Linked DNA regions of Zea mays: region 2 is linked to region 1. The links are chromatin contacts, called in public Hi-C maps. All regions are on one chromosome and are shown on one strand. Each heading gives the region's core, a stretch centred on a gene start, on an enhancer-like site or on the middle of the called end of the contact. The rest is flanking DNA. Distances are from core to core; before and after follow the strand shown. Region 1 holds the start of LOC103632090 (ras-related protein RABE1e-like). Region 2 holds the start of LOC100285826 (lipid binding protein).

Evidence for each region. Hi-C and Micro-C count contacts between places; a contact is called where the count stands out from the background.
Region 2: a Hi-C map of leaf shows a contact between it and region 1, with 6 times the contacts expected there. The contact joins the promoter of LOC100285826 here to the promoter of LOC103632090 in region 1. A contact is called at or near these places in 3 of 25 Hi-C or Micro-C datasets (ear, leaf and tassel).

What each region holds. Positions count from the first base shown.
Region 1 is chr7:15,827,249-15,833,545 of Zm-B73-REFERENCE-NAM-5.0, reverse strand. LOC103632090 (ras-related protein RABE1e-like) reads left to right here and starts at 1,424. Exons shown (of 7, transcript NM_001346596.1): 1 at 1,424-1,496; 2 at 1,587-1,687; 3 at 2,330-2,395; 4 at 2,504-2,598; 5 at 2,739-2,801; 6 at 2,886-2,981; 7 at 3,072-3,457. The coding sequence starts at 2,347. The coding sequence ends at 3,161.
Region 2 is chr7:16,545,713-16,552,466 of Zm-B73-REFERENCE-NAM-5.0, reverse strand. It overlaps LOC100285826 (lipid binding protein), which reads right to left and starts at 4,624. Exons shown (of 3, transcript NM_001176841.1): 1 at 3,772-4,624; 2 at 2,698-2,796; 3 at 1,882-2,213. The coding sequence starts at 4,132. The coding sequence ends at 2,053.

The DNA.
Region 1 (6,297 bases), core at 175-2,674:
CTTAATATCATGCAATCCACATGGATTAACGGTGAAACGAACAAGCCCTTAGTTATAGTCGTTCCAATCCAACTCCATAAAGAGGCTTGCAGTTGATTATGTTTTTGGTCGCATCACTAAGATTGGATCGAACAGTCGAGTTAGGTTTGCTGTTTAGTTTTACTGCCCACTCCTAGCTCCTAAACACTCGAGAAAATTGGATTTTTTTTTTTTGCACTCCAAACAATATGCTTCACACTTTTGTCATTCGTAACATTGATTTTGCCAAAATAGGACTCAGGTTTCAATGCCATTTTGGACATTTCTGCCCTTCTACGCTATTCTGTCTTTTCCATATGGGTACGTAGAAACAGAAGGACAAAAATATTTGAAATGTCATCGAAACCAACGGTGACATATTCTGAGTCCTAATTTTGGGAAATCAACATTAGGAATGACAAAAGTGCGCAACATGATGTTTGGAGTCCCAAAAATCCAATTCTCCAATCTCAACCATGCGATAGAGCCCTTGAACACTTCCACAGGAGCATGCCAAATCATGAAGTTGGTTGTGTCAGTATGCTCAGTATTTGGTTTAGTAACTTCTATGACACTTGATACGGCCACTTACCCAGTATTCTCTGGATCAATAATTCAAAATTAGGTATATGTGGAAAGATAAATAAGAAAAAACAGGACTGTGATGATTTTTTCTTATTGAGACAATTGGGAGGACAAATGGTCACATCTTGTCTGCACTTACCATCTGTTTAGTTGGGATAGAATCGTTCCTCATTCACCTTATGTTGTTTATCTACTTTCTATCAGGCAATTAAATGTATTCCTCTGTTAATTGGCCTTCACATGTTGGAATTCCATCTCCATCTTCTTTTAGCTGTCCATTTTTCTTCATATGCATGCTGATTGTGCTGTCATCACATTGGCAGTTGTTAGCTTGCATGGGTTTCGTTGTGCAACTGCATATTTAGCTTCAGTTGTCTTATTTTGTGCAACAGACTATTCATCAGCTATACTTTTTGGAAGTTTTTGTTGGGGGGTGGGGGTGAGGGAGGATGAAATAACCATGGTGATTTGTGCAAAGGGATTACCATGAACGCCTGTCTGTAACATTTGATTTAGAACTTGACATGCACAGAATATACCAACAATATACATATACATGCACAAAATTCTACATACTTTTTTCTCAATTAAAGTAGGTGTTATCTTCCTCTTAAATTTTGTATTGGACAGTCAGAACCCTGTGAAGTCTATTCCCTTGCTGTTCACTGTACTCAGTGATGATCCACATCCTTGCCGGTGTGTTGTATTCTGTAGTTTCTCTCCTTGACGAATATCTTTTGCTCAAACTTTTATGTGTTGCAATAACTTCCCTCACATAACATAAAGCCCAGTCTAATGGGAGCCCGATTTCTACTTCCAGGAGTTGGAAAGAGTTGCTTGCTGCTGCGCTTCTCTGATGACACATTCACAACAAGCTTCATCACCACCATTGGGTATGGACACAGGCAACATTATCCTCTCTTTTAGTCATTCGTGTATGGTAATATTCTAAACTTCACCTTTTTTTCCCATCTTCTGTAAAGCATTGATTTCAAGGTTAGGACGGTTGAGCTTGATGGAAAGCGTGTAAAGTTACAAATTTGGGACACTGCTGGTCAAGAACGTTTCCGAACAATTACTACTGGTAATTATTTTCGCCTTTTTTTAGAAAAAACAAAACTCTGATCCTCTTGTGGTGCTACTACCGTAGGCATAATTTCAGAAGCACCCTATACATGACCTTAAGAAGGCTCAATCTAGACCAAGACATTAACACTTACAAAATGATAGATTTATTTGTGTCCTGAAATTATACACATCTGGTACTTTTTTAGAGGAAGGGATGGAAAATAGTTTGATGCGATTAAAAAAACACAACTGTCTTGTGGCTAAGCTGGGCTGACTGAGCCATGACTTATTAGTAAAATCTTGTTTATTATTATGGGTTCCGAAAGAGCTAAAGCCCACCTTGATCATGAAGTATATACAGAAAACTGCCTAAGCCTGAAGGTTCAGGAAGTACATGCCACTACACGTCTGGTGTTGACTAGTTTCACATGATGAGTAAACTATAACGGTTATATGTCGTTCATCTGTAAATCTTTCAACGGCGACACGTATTTCATGTATAGGTCGGTAAATCAGCGACATGGTACTGGGTGCTGGATCGCATATATTTTCCATAGCCTAGCGAATGCAAAGTCGCGATCCATTTTGTCGATCTTCAAGCAAAATACCTGTTCCTTTGATTTACTGTTCTTTTTTTCTTCTCTCCCCCATTTTGCAGCCTACTACAGAGGAGCCATGGGCATTCTGCTTGTATACGATGTCACGGACGAGTCATCCTTCAACAGTACGCAACATGCACCACGCGCATTTCCCATTCGTCGACAGAAGATATGGAGATGCTAGCCACTTCATTCGTTTTTTTTTTCTTCCTTCCTTCTTAATTAACTTGTAGACATTAGAAACTGGATCCGCAACATAGAGCAGCACGCGTCTGACAACGTGAACAAGATTCTGGTGGGCAACAAGGTCGACATGGACGCGAAGCGGGTACGTTACGCGGCTTTCTTTACGATCACCTGCTGCTGCTGCCTGCTGCTACCGCTGGGCGGCACCCCCACGCGGCTGGTTTTCCTTTTTTTTTTCTTCCCCGTGCCCTAACAAACTCCCCCGGCCCCTGTCGTTAGCAGGTGGTGTCCATGGCTCAAGGCCAGAAGCTTGCAGACGAGTACGGGATCAAGTTTTTCGAGACGGTAAGAGTCCGTTGATTAACACCAGCTCGCAGGCCGGTTGTCGTATTAACACCCTGCTAAGCTGGTGAGTGTGTCTGTATGCAGAGCGCGAAAACAAACCAGAATGTGGAGCAGGTCTTCTTCGCCATGGCGAGGGACGTGAAGCGAAGGCTCACCGAGACCGTTGCCGCCGCGGCCGAGGTAGCTCCGTAGCTGTGTTATCCCCATCCCGTTGATTGATTGCCATGTTAAGTCGTCGCCCCTAATAAATCTTCACAAAACCATGCGCAGCCTCCGGCTATCCAGATCAGCAGGCCGGACTCGGGCCAGGCCGGCGCAGCCTCGTCGACGAGGTGGTCATCGTCCTGCTGTAGCACCTGATCTGCCGCCGTGTGTGTGGCTGGCTCTGGCTGCTATAGGTTACTGCTTACCGCGTGGTGTGTGTGTGTGTTTACTTCCTCCGGTGCCAAGCCAAGATTTAAATTTCGCTCCAAAGATTTGCCGGAGCAAACGTGTAGGCAGATAGCTAGGCTGCTGTGCTGGGTTTGCTTGCTTCTGTCGTGTAAACAAAACCCTTGAGAGACGGTAGTGTCTGATTGTGTCGGAACATGACATGCTTGTACATTATTAGTGCATCGTATATCCAGCTGTTGCTCCCATGTGCACTGCGCAGGGCACAAGTTTGCGTTGGGGTTTTTTTTTGTATGTTTTATTTATACAGAAAATCGCTGCTTAAATTCTAAAAATAATTTGAGATAATCCAACCATTTGCCTATCCGATCCAGAAACCGAACCTCCATATAGATGGCAACGGGTACCCGATACCTGATGGGTATTTACTCTATGAGTTATGTATATGGACTAAATATTTTATCCATTGGTTTTTTATTGGCAAAAATCTTCATTCAATTGGTAAATTGGTTTTAGAACATTCTGCTCTCACACATGCCCGTAACCGTAGGTATAAAATAACTAGTACAAACTTGACCAAAAGACATGAACTTGAGCACTTAGCCTAGCCCAAAACAAATAAATCGCCAGCTATATAATCTCTTTCTACTTTACAAGTCAATAGACACACATGCATAGTCCATAGACTATCATATTCCTTCTCATCCTGATCGTAACATCGTCCAATCAATCATGTAAGTATTGTTTCCAAGTAGCTTTTATAGTTGTTTCTTGTGCAACTATGTAATTAGATATTATTTCTATAGATCTAAGCACAATCCTGGCTATGTAGTTTGATTTTTGCAGCCACATGTGTCTATAATATTAGAAATCAAATGTCGTGATGCTTAATTATGGCACATGGTTGATTCAAATTTGATGTTTAGTAGCTGGTTTTTTATAATTCATTATATTTGTTGAATGATGCTTACCTGTTTACTGCATATGATATATGTCTAATCTTTGTGGGTGCGGGTGACCCGACGAGTGGGTATGGGTATGGGCTAAATCCATACCCACCAGCGAATATGAGTAACCTGACAGATTTTTTTGTCGTAGGTATATGTACGAGATAGTAATACCCGATGGTGGTAGGTATTTACCCATTGCCATCAGTCCTCTATCTGTTTGGTTTGTGTCATGGATCTACTTCGATAGTCACTAGTACTAGTAGTAGGTAGTGATTCCGCAGTCGAATGAGTTCATTCCGCAAAAAATGCCAGACCCATTCTGCTTGAACTCATGCAGCCGCTTGATGTCTTCAAATTTCACGGTGTCAAAAAGGAAAAACTAACCAAGTTTGAAAAAAATATTTATCTCGCCTTCTCCTAATCGCAAAATCAAAATATTACACTTCTATAAATTTGGACACATTGTTGTTACGTTAGTGAAAACATTACTGACCGAAATCAATAACTCCGATCAATCTGAAAATTTAACAGATTAAACTAGATAACATCATGAAACAAATCCAACTAAAATCATGTCGATTGGATATTCAGCTCTAAAGTTATTAACGGAACAAGCTTACAGTTTCCAAAGAGTAACGAAAATTAATCGAGATCTAATTTCGAAATTAATCAATAATGAGAAAAGATTAGTATCTCAGACTTTGTAGGTCAGTAAATAGATGCATTAGTAATGATCTAGATAAATCAAAACATCAGTAACAATTGAAAACCAAGATTCAATCTAGAATCGAAACTAAGAATGCAATTAGTCAACAAAGAGAGAGGAATAATGTTATCGTACTAATCTTGCATAATCAACTCTTTAATCATCAAGATTTGTATACAATGAGTGCTCTCCAAAAGCACTAGAAAGTTATCTAACGAACTCTCAAAAAACCTAGACTAATATCTCAAATAGATCTACTCTTATGGTCTATCTACTCTAATCCTCGTCCTAAAAAGAACAATATTTGATCTATATTATAATTATAAGGACCAACAATACTAATCTGCCTCGAAGCCAAACCCTCCTTGGACTACTACAACTCTTATTTGATCTGTACTATCTTTCGCTGACCTATTTATAAGGACATCAGAGTCATATTCTATCTCGGTTGGACTCTTGAAACGTCGCATGGGATTCATCTAGCCTGATGCCCTCTTGGTACACTCGTGTCGCACCCATTGGGCCTACGCCCATCTTAATTGGAACTCCAGCATAGCTGCACCAACTAGGCTAGCTACCGCACGGGTCAAACCCACTCCAACGCACGCGATCGCGATATGCATCAACACTTCGACCGAAACATCCCGCGCAGCAACCTTGACTAAGGACCCCCAGTTTCTCACTGAACTTAGTCACGAAGCCTAATTTCATACCCCGGTTCCTCCATGAAGTTTGTACCGAAAACTAGTTCCGTCGCCGCTGTCGACCATGTTTCACCTTGATAAACACCTACGCATCAACGACACATGCAACCGTATACGAGCACAAGTCCGATCCACGCTATGCGTTACAACAATATTAAAATGCATGTTAACAGACCTGCACAATTCAACATTAATCAAAACGCGTGCATTACTTTTAAACGCATGTAAATCACTTTGCTATGTCACTGACAATTAACCACAATGTTTCAATGTCAGCTAACACAATATTTTCACACACAATTTCGCACTATCTCTTGTCTGTTCTTTCTCTTTCGACCAAAGTTGATCATGACGTCTCCCGCGGTCCTGCGTGCTGCAAACCTCTCCAGGCGATTTCAATTTCTCTGATTCCCACAGCGCAGAGCTATTGCAAGGTCAATGCTCCGACCTCAGCAGCTGCACTGCTCTGAACCCGTCTGGGCGTCTGGCGGCACCTCCCCCCCCGGCCGGCCGGCCGGCAACCCGTAGACATGCATCCAGGCCGGCCGGCCGGTGTCAGTGGCCGGACCACTGGCCGCCGCTCCACCATGTCCCCTCTGTGCGGCAGTTTTTATTACTAAAGGCTGCAGGGAATCGATCGGCAGCCATTCATGGTCCGCTGACGACGTACGGACGGCTGCAGCCTGCAGCTGCAGGCAGGAGGCAGCTGATGCTTCCTGGCACAGCCACTCACTCACTGCCCGCAC
Region 2 (6,754 bases), core at 3,375-5,874, 720 kb before region 1:
ACCATCATAGATGTTGCAATGGATGAACGCCTCGAGCGATGTGTCATATTTAGAATATGTACTATTGCAACTATATTATCCCCTAAGTCCTATTGAAGGACATGTTATTTGCTTTGCACAACTATGTATAAAATTGTGGTGTAAGATAGAAAATGATAGCACCCCAACCTCATACATTCTCGTTATTCCAGATGAACAATGAGACATATATCTTGAAGAATATGCTTGAGTTATGAGGGATAACGACTTTGACAAATGTCATCGTCATGGGGAGCGAATGCTTATATTGATCACAATCGTGAGACAATAAATGCCATATTCTATGCCCTGAAGGCGTGAGTTTGATGATCAATATGTGAACCTTTATGGAACTTTCTATCAAATATATAGATCCAGTCGATCAAACACCATCAATCAAAGTGGCTTATTTATATTGATACGTGCACTTACCTCGTATATACTAGAAGTGAGTTGAGGTAAAGTTCCTGAAATAGTCCTTGCAAGGATATGCAATCTGTTTGTTAAATCTTTATGTGCATATACTTTCAGAAGAAGATGTTTTGCCTTATTGATACGATTTTGCAAGGATCAGGGGGAGCACATTTCTAAAGTTAGCCCTTGTAGAAGATCCGATAGAATCTAGATCCTAGAGGATCAAAATTTGTCACGATGACAACTGTTGTACTCTTTTTCCCTTGGTGAGTTTTCTTGAAGTTTCTCACATGAGGTTTTTAACGAGGCAACAAAGTGCAAATGAAATTTGTATCAGCATGCACTCTTTCTCCATATTTTTCCCACTGGGTTTTTCAGAGTTTTAACGAGGCATGTGTTGGTCGCGGTATTCGCCCAAGGGGGAGTGTTAAGTAACCCTAGTTACGGTTATGTGGGCAAATACCTACTTTGCCCCTGAGGGGTCTCACATCTCTATATAAGGAACCTGTACACCCCTCATAATACATAGAAGAGAAAGAGGCCAGAGGCCCAACCTATATCCATGTGTCTCGTGTGCTATCTGTCGTGCTTATGGGAAGGGATACGGGCCATCCACATCTTCTCACGCCTAATCTGCTGACGGGAGGGAAGGGAGCGGATCTAGCGATCCGTGGTAACGTAGTTCTCAACAATTGCCACCCCAAAATAGCTACGTACTAGTCCAAACACTCTGGTGCGTTTGGTTCAGCTACGAGTTATGAAAAGCTGTTGCGACCTGCCTCTGGTGAAAAAGTTATTGTTTGAAAAAAACTGAAAGTCGTTTAGTTTAAAAGGCTATGAGCTATCCACTGTAAACAAACTATATATTGTTTATATGCACTTTATGACTATATCTCTTAATCAATATAGCTAATTAAAAAAAACCGATTTCACATCTGTGTTTCTAATACTTTTATAAATGAATCAATTTTACAACGCCATTTTTAATATATTTTATTTAAAATATCTTTATTTCATTTACTATAACACTTAACTATTTGTAGTTCTATTTTAGTTTCTGTTTGGCACGTATGTTTATTAATATAACGAACTTGATAAGTAGTAAAAGCGTGGTCTAAATTGCTTTCATATTTGTACTATATAAATGTTAATTATATTATTCAAAGTAGTTGTAGAAAAGCTAAACCTCTTTGATTTAGCTTTTGCTTTTAAAAAAACAAAAACGGGCTCAACAAGTTGAACCACATCTCCCCCCTACAATACACGGTAGATTTTTTTCGTCGTTTTGTATATTAGTCTAGAATATTTATAGAGTAAAGAATAGATAGCCCGTTTAAACTAAGAGAGAGGTATATAAAGAGTCAGATAGAATATTCATTGGATGACTATTTGGCGCTATGGGTCTATGAGAGGAGGAGTTGCATACACGGACACGAAAAAAAGATAATTATACAACGACACTTTTTTTCATCCAAAGATAATAGCTTCTTTTTCCAATATAGTGTGAAAAGTACCCCACCACACACGCACGCACCCGAAGCACACCACAAGTCGGCAACGCGCGGCGCCAACCAAACCGCCGGGACTCGGGCCGTTGGCCGCGCGTAAAGTGATTATTATCTACCCGAGCAGGAGCAGGAAAGGCACGGCGAGCGGCGCCACCGCGCGTGCGCCGCCACCAGCACCACCGACCCTCCCCACTCCCAACCACCGACCGGCGGCTGAGGCTCCGCTCTTCTGCGCGCCCGCGGTCGTGCTCGCCGCCGCGCTGCTGCGTCCACCTGGAGAGAGCACCACATGTTCAGGCGCGTGCGTTAGACAGGCACACGTAAAGGCAGCGATGATTGCAGTGGCACTAGAGCTAGTGCGAAGTGGAGGTCCAGAAGATGCCCGCCAGGCCGGCCGCGCGCCACGAGTGGCAGACAGCAAGAGGCTGGCCAGGGCTGCTCAGCTGTTCTACCGGCGTTGTACTGCTCTGTGTTCAGCAGAGGAAGCACGCACCGCACGTACGCTGTTCAGCAGCTGTGCTCTTGCACTGGCAGGCTACAGGACGATCAGTTGTCCTGTCCGATTCAGGCTTAAACGCCGTCGGCGTCGGCCGAGGCACTGTGATCCGGTATCGGTGCAGCAGTTGCGCTGAGCTAGACACTAGCTCTCGGCGGATTAATTGCTTCCAGATAGATAGATAGATGCAATTCCCTTCACGCAATGCAAATGAGACGAGCGAAGAAACGAGTAGCGAGACGGACGGGTGGAGAAACTCACTGGTGGGTGCGCCGCCCTGCGCCGCCGCCGCAGCCTGCTGCTTCGCGTACTGCTCGAACACCTGTGCGTCCTTGGAGCCGGCCGGCAGGTCCAGCAGCCCTGTGCGCGCCGTCGCCACGGAACAGCAGCACGTCAGTTGCAGATCGCAGCATCATAGCATCCCAGCACAAAAACACTAGTCCCTGTCAGTGTCAGACCAGGTCTCCCCTCTTCTGCTAGCCCAAGTCAAGTGGGCAGAATGATGAGGGCAGGCGCATGATACAACACGTCAACACGACCGCGCGTGACGACAGGACAGCACACCGAACCGGCATCGATCACGCTCGCAGATCACGGGGTGGCCTGCCGTGCCGTGCCGTGCGCGCGCAAGAAACCCCGTGCGTTTGGAGCCTTCTCGCAAAATAGATTGCTGAATATATTATACTACCAAACTTACTTAAAGATATAAATATCGTTAATGATTTTTTTATAAATCTACTTAATTTTTTTTGTAAACAAAATAAACCGGCGCATGATATTTATTTTGGAGACAGAAGTGGCACTGTTTCAGTTTCCTACTAGACACGGAATTCATGTGACATGTGCTGCTGCTGTTCGAGACGTCCTTCTAGGCGCTGTCGTAACGCGGCGTTGTGTTCCTCGTCGTACGAGGTGACATCGGGTGGTGCCCAAAAACTGTCGTGACGTCTGAAATGATCTGTCGGGTCGGGCTTTGCTCTGATCTACTAGTATACTACGCTAATCTAATAAATTAATTGCAACCCACACGCATGTAACACTTTTAAAACCAAACAGTTTAGATTGTTAAAATTATCTCCACTTAAATATAATAGACTATATTATTTAGATTATCTTTCCTCATTCACTCCTTCCCGATCCTCCTCCTCTTACTCAAATAATTAACAAAAACTAAAATAAATAATGATTAGTATAAGAGTTTGTATGAATTAAACTAGCTTATCCAACTAGACGAGCTAGAAAAAAATAAAAAAAAATATCTCACAGCACTACACTTACTAGCAACTAAAATAAGGGAGGCTAGAGACTGTGGATGGATACAAACAGACTACGTACTGGGGCAGTCGGAGATGTTGGCGGGCGCGTGGCAGACGGCGGGGAGGCCGAGCGCCTTGTCGACGTTGAGCTTGAGGCCTAGATTGGGGTCGTCCCGGTCCTTGACCAGCACGCACAGGCACTTGCGGCTGCTCTGCAGCACCGCCTTGAGGCCCGCGCAGCAGTCGGGCGTCGGCGCCGTCGCCGTCGCCTGCTCCTGCACGTACGTCAGGCACGTCGCCAGCCCCGCCAACTGCTCCGAGCACTCCGCCCGGTCCGCCGCGAAGTCGCCGCCCACGCCCGACGACGTCATCATCGTCAGCAGCAGCGTCGCCACCGCAACCGCCGTCACGGTGGGCACGGCCCTCCTCCTCGATTCCATGGCGCGGCGGACGGAGGTGCGTGGCAGGGGATGATATGAGGTTGCAACGAGCTGCTTGGTTCTGGTTCTGGCCTTCTGGGCACTTGCTGCGGCTGGCCGGTATGTGGCTATAAGGCTATGGCTAGAGGCGGGCGGGGAGCGGAATATATAGACGGAGGGGGTGTGGGCTGTGGCGGTGTGAGCGCGCCGGTGTCGCTGCGGCAGCGTGCGCGCGGGGTGGTGTCATGGCGGCAGGTGAGGTGGTGGAGAGATAGAGAGAGCTAGCGCGCGCGGGACCCGGGATTCCGGGAATTAGTTGTGGCCGCGGACCGGCCCGGACGCGAACGTGGCTGCCGCCTATGGGCCACGGCCGGCCCTACGGGTGCCGTTGGGCCGGGTGCGGCGTGATGTAGCCATGTAGCGGCTGTGACGTGCGTGCATCGGCGGCGGCCGTTGAGGGTGCCGATTCGCTGCTTATTTGCCTCTGTCATATGCCGCCGGCGCGTGACGAACCTGATGGACGGATGCTGCTCATAGTTCACGAGAACGGAAATAGGGAACTATCCCGTCCTGGTTCCCCACGTACCCGTCCCACGAATTTCTATACTTTAAATTAATCTCTTGACATGTTAAACTCTAAAGTAGACATCTCTTTAATTTTAAACTGTGTTTGTTTAAATTAAATTAAATTAATATAGTCAATTTATTTTTACCTCCAAAAATTGTATTTTATAATAGCTAGGGAAGGGTTTTTTTATGGAGATAAAATTTATAAAAAGCTCTCCGGTTAGCGGGGCGGATAATTTTTCTCTCCGCACGAATGGTGTGGAATGGCCATCCCTGATCCTGGAATTCCGTACTAACATCCCTAGTTGACACAAAGATAATTAATAATTAATTATGAAGTCATATAAGGATACAATTTTAACTTGTTATGATATAAACATAAATCATAAAAAGTATCCATTTACTTATGTCAATTGGTTGGATCAGGAATCATCTAAAAATTAGGCACCTCATGCCCCCCTACAACGGTGCGACGTTTGGGCGTTTGGGAGGTGTCGGACACTCAGACCTCATGTCTATGGGCCACTCGGACGCGGACGTGGCTGTCGCCTATGGGCCACGGCCCAACGGGGTGCGGTAGCGGCAGTGACGTGCGTGCGATGGCGGCCGTTGTGTGTGTGTGTGTGTGTGGGGGGGGGGGGGGGGGGGGGGGGGTGGGGGGGCTGATTCGACGACTCTGTCATATGCCGCCGGTGTGACAAGCCTGAATGCCCGACTGACGGATGCTTTGTCCGGCCTTTCTCATTCAAAGCAAACAAACAGGCCCGCCACTGATATCAGGGGACGCCAAGAAGCCTTGAAGGGCCGTCGCTCGAGCTATCTATCCAACACGGCCCAACAGTGTAACCGATCGTCTAATCGGCTGTTCCATGCTGGGAAAAAATCTCGAAGGTCGCGAGCCACAACTCGTGCGGCTCGCGAGTCGAGCCGAACCAGGTTTTCGATCTCGTTGAACCAACAAGCTGAGCCAGATTTTCAAGCTCGTTGAACCAACGAGCCGAGCCGAGCTGATCTGGCTCACGAGCTGTACTAAATTAATCAACCTACACAATAATGATGAATATTGGATAATTTTATAGATATCTGACTCGTTTCTTAATCTTTAATGATGAATATATAACAATTATAGTTTAGATTACTTGTAATGTCGTGTTGTGATTATTTATTTCACATTTATATACTATTAATTCACTATATAATGCAATATTAGTTTTAAAAGTGAAGCTCGTGAGCTGGTACCGAGCCTCATTTTACAGCTCGGTGAATAGGCGAGCCGAGCTGAATTCGGCCACTGAGCGAGCCACATCGAGCCAAGCCGAGCTGAGCTGAAGCTGTCACGTCCGACCATTCCATCTTCCCTCTAGCCTACAAAAGGTGACACTGATGAATCCACGTCACGTCCGACTATTTCCCGGCATTGTATGCATGTGAGAGAGATAGTAGTTGAGTTGAAGCTGAGCAGAGCCATTGATTTTTTCCCACTTTGTTTAGTTATTTTCAATACATATAGATTAGAGGGGATTGATATAGATTAAGTGAGATTTTAACTTACTAGGAATTGAAATCTTCAATCCCTCTCAATCTATATGAATTAGGGTAAAACCGAACAAGCCCTTAATAATATCACATCTGCATCGGTGCGGTCCTTATTTCGTCCCCTGCACTCCAGCGCCGTCTGTGAAACGAAACTACCATAATACGTCTGCATCATGGCAGTAGCCAGTCATTGGAAGTCAGTAATTTCTAAAAAAATAAAAACTTGATAAATCTGATGAGTTCTGCGAGTTTTTAAAAATCTCACTCCTTAAAATAGAAGATAATTTTACACCAGAATTTCCTGGACTAACTACTCCAACCACTTTTATACTTTCTTTGTCGTCTATTTACATGTGTATTCTTCTCTCCTCCTTCATCTTCAGTGTCTGTGTAGCGAGATCGATTTTTCCAAGTGCGGGAAGATTGAAAGTTGAGACAGAAAGTTGTGGAAGGACATTTTTTTAACAAAAAATCATGATTCATGAACGACGGCAATACTCTGTGCACGGACCACACGTACTGCTGTGCCATGTACTATAT